Linked DNA regions of Mus musculus: region 1 is linked to region 2. The links are chromatin contacts, called in public Hi-C maps. All regions are on one chromosome and are shown on one strand. The core of a region is the stretch at or near the end of the contact, and the rest is flanking DNA. Distances in the headings are between cores, read along the strand shown. Region 1 holds the start of Psma2 (proteasome subunit alpha 2). Region 2 holds the start of Wdr37 (WD repeat domain 37).

Evidence for each region. A called contact is a pair of places that touch in the nucleus more often than the background predicts.
Region 1: a Hi-C map of CD8 T cells shows a contact between it and region 2, with 5 times the contacts expected there. The contact joins the promoter of Psma2 here to the promoter of Wdr37 in region 2.

What each region holds. Positions count from the first base shown.
Region 1 is chr13:14,610,417-14,615,147 of GRCm38.p6, reverse strand. Psma2 (proteasome subunit alpha 2) reads right to left here and starts at 1,906. Exons shown (of 8, transcript NM_008944.2): 1 at 1,833-1,906. The coding sequence starts at 1,873. It overlaps Mrpl32 (mitochondrial ribosomal protein L32), which reads left to right and starts at 2,111. Exons shown (of 3, transcript NM_029271.2): 1 at 2,111-2,256; 2 at 3,544-3,725; 3 at 4,408-4,731. The coding sequence starts at 2,130. The coding sequence ends at 4,662.
Region 2 is chr13:8,868,687-8,873,188 of GRCm38.p6, reverse strand. It overlaps Wdr37 (WD repeat domain 37), which reads left to right and starts at 2,145. Exons shown (of 14, transcript NM_172445.3): 1 at 2,145-2,319.

The DNA.
Region 1 (4,731 bases), core at 657-3,156, 5.7 Mb before region 2:
AATCATTTGCTAAGGAATTTAATGGAATTCATTTAAAGATTTCAAAATAATAACATTAACTCACTTCTTATGTGAAACTGTAAAGGGCAATTCTCAAAAGATAATATATTGTAACAAAAAGTCTATTAATTGTTTTCAAAACCAACAAGGTTTGAGTCCTGATTTACCTATTTGTGGACAACCTTGAAAAAGTTCAATTGTCCAGGTTCATCTATAACTCATTATACATAGGTGGTAATGGAAAAACCACTACTAGTTACTGTTATATTCAACAAGTAGATCCTGGCTGCCTTCAGCTGTCAGTCCTTAAGAAAATGGTCAACTGGAGGGCATCATCCTGAGTGAGGTAACACATTCACAAAGGAACTCACACAATATGTACTCACTGATAAGTGGATATTAGCCCAAAACCTAGGATACCCAAGATATAAGATACAATTTGCTAAACACATGAAACTCAAGAAAAATGAAGACTGAAGTGTGGACACTATGCCCCTCCTTAGAAGTGGGAACAAAACACCCTTGGAAGGAGTTACAGAGAGAAAGTTTGGAGCTGAGATGAAAGGATGGACCATGTAGAGACTGCCTTATCCAGGGATCCACCCCATAATCAGCATCCAAACGCTGACACCATTGCATACACTAGCAAGATTTTATCGAAAGGACCCAGATGTAGCTGTCTCTTGTGAGACTATGCCAGGGCCTAGCAAACACAGAAGTGGATGCTCACAGTCAGCTAATGGATGGATCACAGGGCTCCCAATGGAGGAGCTAGAGAAAGTAGCCAAGGAGCTAAAGGGATCTGCAACCCTATAGGTGGAACAACATTATGAACTAACCAGTACCCCGGAGCTCTTGACTCTAGCTGCATATGTATCAAAAGATGGCCTAGTCGGCCATCACTGGAAAGAGAGGCCCATTGGACACACAAACTTTATATGCCCCAGAACAGGGGAACGCCAGGGCCAAGGAGGGGGAGTGGGCGGGTAGGGGAGTGGGGGTGGGTGGGTATGGGGGACTTTTGGTATAGCATTGGAAGTGTGAATGAGCTAAATACCTAATAAAAAAATGGAAAGAAAAAAAAAAAAAAAGAAAGAAAATGGTCAAAACACAGTCCTTTGTCTAAGTTCATCCATGATGGTTTTTTCTTAAACAGGGAACAATAGTTCCCCTTAACTGCACTTTGAGAAAATATATATAACTCTTTAATTCTTTCTCCCAAAACATAAGGGTCTAAAATCGTTTTAAAGCAATTTGTTAGTGGATCAAGCAAAATACAGAGGTTATCAGTTTGCATGTGCCACAAAAACTTGACAGGAAATCAGCGCCTTCATTTTATACTTCTTAAGCTTCTACAGGAGCACAGGCGAAACCGAAAGCAGTGTGAGCTTCAAAGCACATCGCTGCTAAACAGAGACTAAAACTAAGATTTAACAGCAAATAAGGATCTCCCAAAAGAAAAAGGACGTCTCACACGTCCCATAAGGAGTCTGGGTTTACAAAGCTCTCGCTCAGGCCTAGCCGGGCCAGTAAAGAAATCCTGGACCTGAAGAGAGCAGCTGAAAACAGACTATCTCAAAGCACCCTTCTCCTAGTCTAGAAGGAGAGCCAGTGCTTAGTGCTTGGCTTGGGGCCTCCCGTCCCTCGGCCCGCAACACGGCCGGCCTCAGCCAGGGCCCAGGCCTGGCACGGAACATGACTCTGCAAAGCTACGAGTCCAGCTCCGTCACCGTGCACTCCTACGCAAACACCAGCCAGGTCCGACACACGGGACCATGTCTGGGGCGCTCCTGTGATCTGCGACGCATGGAACCTGCGGGTCCCCCGAATACCTGAATGTAGTCAGCGAGAAGCTGTAACCGCGCTCTGCCATCTTTACCCGGAAAGTCGGAACACAGCCACGCACATGCGCAGTAAGTATGCTTCCTTTAATTTTTTTTTTCTTCTTTGCTCTGATTGGAGGAGAGTCACCTAGGGGTAGCTGGGAGTTGGAGTTTTTGGATCACAGCGGTCTTTGACCCTTGCGCATGCGCAAGAGGGGCCTGCGCATGCTCTGAGCGAGGAGGCGGGGAAGTGGGCGGACTTAACGCATGCGCTCAGCCCGCGTCCCGCTCTGTCTTGAGAAGATCATGGCTCCTTCGTTGCTGCTGCTTTCACTACCATGGCCGGTGCGTCCCGGACCGCTCCAGAGGTGCTGGGAGCTGCTACAACGGCAACTGCAGCAGAGCTGGAGTCGCTTTGTCAGTCCTCCGTGGGGTCCGTAAGGAGAGAGTTCGTGGAAAGAGGGTTGGTGAGGGCTTCCGGGTTGTAGCGTGGTTTTTGGTTGGTTGATTGGTTCGTTATTTTATTTGTTTGTTTGTTTATTGGTTATTTATTTATTTATTTATTTATTTATTTATTTATTTATTTATTTATTGAAACTGTCACCGTAGCCAGGGTGGTCTAGAACTCACTGTATAGCCCAGGCTAGCTTCGTATTTATTTATTTATTTATTTATTTATTGAAACTGTCACCGTAGCCAGGGTGGTCTAGAACTCACTGTGTAGCCCAGGCTAGCTTCGAGCTCCTGGTATCTTGGGCGTTAAATTTGAGATTGCTGTATTATTTACAGTGTATCGCAAAAGTGATAATGCCCAGTCTGAACAGAGATATATTTTATTATATCTCAAGCGCAGCATAATAAATAATTGTCTCCATGTTCTACCTGAGATAATCATTTCAGTCCATTCGTTGTCTAATAGGCCTGTGCTTGGACAGTTTATGTAGTGGTAAGAAGTCCTAAGAATTGAACGAACGTTCGCAAGTCTGAAGAACATAAGAAAGGGTAAAGAAGTGATCTAAGCAATTTAGAAAAACAAAGGTGAAACACTTGATAATCTCATAAATAATAAATCTTTTCTTAGAACACAGGTTAAGATTAAATATTAAGGAAAAATTTAATGGCTTTAGGAACCTACCAGGTTTAAAGAAAAAGGACCTAACTGGATCAGGATAGTGTGGTACAGATGACCATTGTAGTCATCTCAGTGATGTGAGTGAATGTAGGGAGTCTCGGGATTAGATTACTTGTACACTACTTATTACTGAACTGCAGTGTCCCGGATTATATACGGAGGAAATGCTTAGTAGAGTAGCCTGGCTGCTTTGGTAGCTTGCAATAAGAAAGCATTCCAGTTGAAGTATTTTAAATTGCCTTTTATATGAGCTTTAGTATATTTTAATAGCTGGGGATTATTACTAATGTTTGTTGTGTTTAACATTCAAAACTATTTATGTCAGGCCAGCCATATGGCTCAGTAGTAAAGGACCTTGTTGCTAAGTCTCAGGACCTGGGTCCTAGCCCCATGGCCAGTATGACGTAAGGAGAGAACTAACTCTGAAAGCTGTCCTCTGACCTTACATGTGCACATATACTCACAAACACATATAATTTATAGGTGTGTATATTTAGTGACACTACACATGTTGACTGTTAAAGGAAATAGTGGCTGTATTCATTTAGGAACTCCGAGTTGATTCGGCATCTCTGTTTTGTTTTATAGCACCAGCATTAGCCGTCCAGAGACCATCCATCCTCACAGAGCTAGCACATGATACTTGTGAAAATAAAGAGAATTCCAGCTTTTTAGATAGTATCTTTTGGATGGCAGCTCCCAAAAACAGACGCACCATCGAAGTTAACCGATGTAGGAGAAGAAACCCTCAAAAGCTTATTAAAATTAAGGTAATGTGTGAACGGGTGTAGGTGTGTGCACATACACACTCTCTTCCACAAGTCTAACACTGAATAGCCCGGTATTGTATTTGTGTAGCAGAGAAAACCAGCCTTATAATAGTCTTAGCATCTTGTTTGGCTCATCATGGATAGATACGTAATCTAATTCTTCCTTAATGTTTTAAGATACTCTTAATGAATCATCCCATTGCTTAGATGGGCTCCTTGTTGGTTATTATTTGAAGTTAGAGGACTGATAGAGCTCTTAATTCAAAAGTCAAATGAGATCATTACAAACAATTCTGAAAAAAATCTCCAAACTTCTTGACTATGCTTTTAATTGTTAATGTGGAATTCACTACACTCATATAATGAAAATATTCTACTCAAGCTGGAGATTAGACAAAAGAATTTGAGAATAGTTTACCCATAGGCTATACGAATAAAAATATACCAGATTGGTAAACTTGAGTTTTAGTCCTAATTTTCTTACTAATTTGAACTCAGTGTTGCTATTTTTTTTTTTTTTTTTTTTTGGTTTTCCTGTTAAAATATATTGTTGAACTAGCTAGTATATAGTCTTATGTAGCACGAACATTCTCAGAAAGCTACAATGTCAGCATGTTAGAGTTCTTGCTGGTGATTATGTATTATATTGCTTGTTATTAATATGTTTTTCTTTGTTTTAAAGAACAATATAGACATTTGCCCTGAATGTGGTCACCTGAAGCAGAAACATGTCCTTTGTGGATATTGCTATGAGAAAGTACGCCAGGAGACGACAAAAATCAGACAACAAATAGGGGCTCAAGAAGGAGGTCCTTTCAGAGCTCCTTCCGTTGAGACTATGGTGCTGTACACAGGAGAGAAACCATCAGAAAAGGATCAGGGCAAGAGGATTGTTGAAAGAAACATAAAGAGGCCATCTTGGTTCACCCAGAATTGAACTAAAAAATGTTAAAAAGATAATTTCATAGTTAGGCACTTATTTAAAATCAGGAGTCTTCATTTTCAT
Region 2 (4,502 bases), core at 896-3,395:
GATTGATCAGTCTTGGAGTGTGTGTTCTACAAACCATTTTTGCTTACCTGAGATCTGTGTTCGTATGGTTTGTGATGCAATTTCTGAACCTCAACAACAGTCAATTGTAACCTGTGGGTGCTGGGAACTGAAACTGGGTCTTCTGCATGAATACTCAGTGCTCTTAACAGACAGCTACCTCTTAGGGTTTCCTTGCTGTGAAGAGACGCCAAGACCACAGCAATTCTTACAAAAGACATCTAACTGGAGCTGGTTACAGCTCTGAGGTTCAGTCCATTCTTGTCTTGGTAGGAAGAAGGGCAGCATGCAGGCAGACATGGTACTGCAGGAGGAGCTGAGAGTTCTACTTCTTGATCTGAAAGCAGTAGGAGACTGAGACTCACTTGCCAGACTTGACCTTCTGAGACCTTAAAGACTGCTCTCAGGCACACACTTCCTCCAGCAACATCCCACCTACTCCAGCAAGGCAACATCTCCTAATAATGCCACTCCCTCTAGGCCTATGGGGGCCATTTTATTAAAACCACCACGCTTTGTTTTTTTTTTTTTTTTGGTGGAACTCTAAATATACCAAAGATAAAATGTACTTCCATTAAAAGTATCTTAAGTGGCACCCAAATGTGGCTGCTTTGTTGCAAACTTAGTGGAATGCTACTTGGATATGGAACTATGCTTTACAGTACTTTCTGCTGGCTATCATTAACAGCAGAATGTCTTATGCATTCTTTGTTACTAGTTAAAATTTTCTTAAATAAATATCACAGCCTCCAAATTTGACAGTGATTTCTCTGAGAAGCCAAATCTTTTTTTTCTCAGTTCATATTTATAGACTGTTACTAGTGATAAGCTTTGTATACTATATTTTTTTTAAAAAAAGATTTATTTATTTATTTTATGTATACAAGTACACTCTAGCTGTACAGATGGTTGTGAACCACCATGTGGTTGCTGGGGTTTGAACTCAGTTTAAGAGCAGTCAGAGCTCTTAACCATTGAGCTATCTCTCCAGCCCCCTGAATATTATACTTGATACACAAGTAACCCACAATTTCTTGTACAGAATGTTTTGGTTATTCGAGTCTCCAAATACGATAAATTTATTTCTTCTCCAGCAAACATCTTGCATTACTGCTTCTTGAATCTGAACCTTCAGTTTTATCTTATAGGAAGAATGTTGACCCATATAGAAGGAAAATACTATCATGCTTTTACTGTAGGTGAGTTTTAAACATCTAGTTCAAGTTGCTCGCAGAGACAAGGCTGTTTATGTAACAGCTCCATTCTGCTATGTAGGTCTTCCCAACCCTGATTAACGGGGAAAAGCGGCTCAAGTCCCACCTTTTGCAGTGAACAGCTGATTCTATTTTCCCCTCTTAGCCAATGGTGATCAGATATTTCAGAAGGAAACTGGGTGAGTCATCTTCTGCAGATAAGCTGAAATATTAATAGTTCTATCTCTACCAGGCTCTCCTGCAGCCAGCTAGCAAGACTCCCACTGAGCCCTGCCTGAGGAGCCATTCCTAGCAGATCAGCCTGTAAAGCAGTTGGATTTGAGAGATTCTGAAAGCGATTACGTTAAATAGTACACTCGACTTTGCATTTTAATAGATTATTTTTCTTACCAGTTTTTGGGCTGTGCGAGTGTTTAGGACAGATGGACTTAAAACCTGCCTGACCGTGGACCCCTCACCGGAATCCCTGCAGTGGTAAGTACCCACGGTCCGGGAGGCTGTGTGTGCTTCTCCCTGTTACCGACGCTACAGGGTCTCGGGGAGCAATTCGTGCAAGGATCGCGTGTACCGTTAGTGTGTGGTGCAGAATTTGGGGTCTAGCAGTGCCTGTAAGCACCTTGGGAAAGCTCCTAACAGGGAAAGCGCTGAGCCTACTTGCGCCACCAGGGGACGCCATACTCGTTCTGCAGTCACTCGCTGGGTCTTGGCTCAGCGCGCTGCTAGGCCATAGTTTAGGTCTCCAGGACCCGGCGTCAAAGCCGAAAGCCAAAACAGGAGACTATCCCGCGGAACAAGCCTGTGGGACTGAGCGAAGGAGACCAGGAAAGAACTTCCGCAGCCGTTGGGCATGGGGCGGAGCTTCCGGTCTGTTTTTTTTTTTTTAAGGACCATCTCTGAGGGCGGGACTTCCGCAGTTACCGGAAGTACGGGCGCGCCAGTTCGGGTCGCCGGGTTGTGTCAGTGCGGGAATCGGCCGGTTTTTTTTCCTGCTCTGGGTCTGCCTCGGGAGCCTCGTCGCGGGGGGATCTACGAATTGAGTGCGACGTAGGCTGGTTCCAGGCGGACGCGAGTGCTGCTGCTGTGACAGGTGACGCCATCTTCTCAGCTGTCTGGCTTGGCATCCTTCTCGGGCGCTCGGGGGATGTCAGGTGTCCGGGTGGCGGTGGGGACGAGGCTTCGAGGTGGATGAAGGATACAGTCCTAATCCTGCGCACTCTCTCTGGCTCCCTGTGTACTCAAGTGGCGTCTACCTGGCTGTCTGTGTCCCGTGGGAAGCCCAGAGTTTTCGAAGATGGTGGCCTTCGATCCCGCAAAGACGGGGTATGGCCTCTGGGAAGGAGGAAGGGTGGGGGGCGGAGATGGGGTAAGCAGATGCTGAAGTGGTAAAACCCCGCCACGCCTTTGTTTCTCTTTCTGAAGACTTCCTTTTCTTCCCCGTACACTTCTATTTCCTAAGTTTTAAGGCATCATAATGGGCCAGTTTTACCAAAAAGTTGCATAAATATGCCATTTCACTTCGCGAGCAGACATAACCGAACGATTGATCAGGTTCTTAGAGGTTTTATCATCTAACTTGAACTCTTCGATGTTTCTTGTGCTTGAAGACGAGGACCGTTAGCTCTACACCACTCACTCTCTTGCCCGGATGTAGATTGCTAGGCAGTTTCTTTGAAGTTCAGATGGGTTTTCTTTACATTGCTTATTGTGGCCTACAAAGTATGCCATCAAAGCGGTACTGAAACCTTTTTACCTCTAAGCAGTACACCTGGTGATAATAAGCCTCCAGGATACTTCTCCCTTTTCTAAGAAATCTTCTATTATGCTACCTTCCTTGCTGTTTTGGTTACTTTGCCGATCACATTTTCAAGTGTTTGTAAATTCTCTTTGACACCTAAGCCACATACTTGAGCATAGTATATATAAATATAACCTGACCAAAGTAAGTAGAGGCCTTCTATTAGTGTTGCCCATAGGAGACGCAGAGCAGTGGCCAGTGGCCACATGAAATAACAGTGTGACCTTGATGTTTATGACAGCTACGTTTTTGCAGTGTATATCAAGCCTTCTTGCATAAATTTCTGGACACAGGACCTAAGTATGCTTCCTTTGGTTTTCTTACTCTGAGATGTTACTTCCTTTAGTATAGGTACGTTGGTCTGTTATCTTACTTTGCCCTTGATTTGAGGTAAAATCCTTGGGGTTGGGTATTTCCCCCAGCAGTGATACTAAGAGTTTTGTTAGTTGTCCTGTCCTGATTTATTCAAAGAAAGATATGCTTTCTAGATTTGAATTTCTTTTTTGGTTATTGAGAAAAAAATTCTTGGTGGTAGCTTATTTAATTACTGATGCCTGTCAGCTCAGTGCCATCCTTAGACTCGATAAGTGTGCATCATTTGCCTTCATCTCATCAGTGACAGAACATTTTAAGTAACTTAATTCTGGTGACAGATTTCCAAGGTTGCGTGTAGAGACCATTCTCTTTTCTGTTACTGGTTAGATATTGCATTGATTCAGCCCTCTAGAAGTTAATTTTAAAAGTACTATTACAATCAACACTTAAAATATTAATATTATTAATACCTTTATTGAACTTTTGGAGGTTCAGTGACATTTTATAGTTTATACTACCATCTGCAAATTATATAACCATCTTTTTAATGTATAACTAACATTTTTGGGATAAACCGGGTATTTATTTTGAAATAAATCAGTTTTTTCTTGTTGAAAGAAAATTAAAATTCTTCCTCCAAAGTATGAAATAGAGAGTAATGTTTTATATTATCTCAAATAAAAGCATACATTGTTTGTTGTATTGCTTATAAAACTACTTCAGCAGGCTTCCTGTTTGGTTGTATGTACTTAATAAAAATCTGATACTGTAGGTAGTAACACCTTACTGTGGAACATACATACTAAAAAGAGCCTTGAAAAGAGAGAGAGCTAAGTGTTCATTGGTGCGGTTTAATGTTATACCATTTACCAAGGTAGTGAATTTGGTATATTAACAGTGTGTGTAGAGATTTTATTCATTTGTTAAATATGTTGCACTAAAGCTGGACATGTATTGTTCTGCCTTGTTTATAAACAGCAGAGAAGAGGATATGCCCATGACAGCATGGAATAAGGACAGATGAGTTTGGCAGGCCAACCAGTTAGGAGTGCAGGAGAAACTATATTGCAGCTTTACATTTAATGTACTGATCTGTCTTACTGAACTGGGTGAATTGATGTGAGTGTTTGAAAGAAAGTAATTACCTTTTGGAGCTTTAG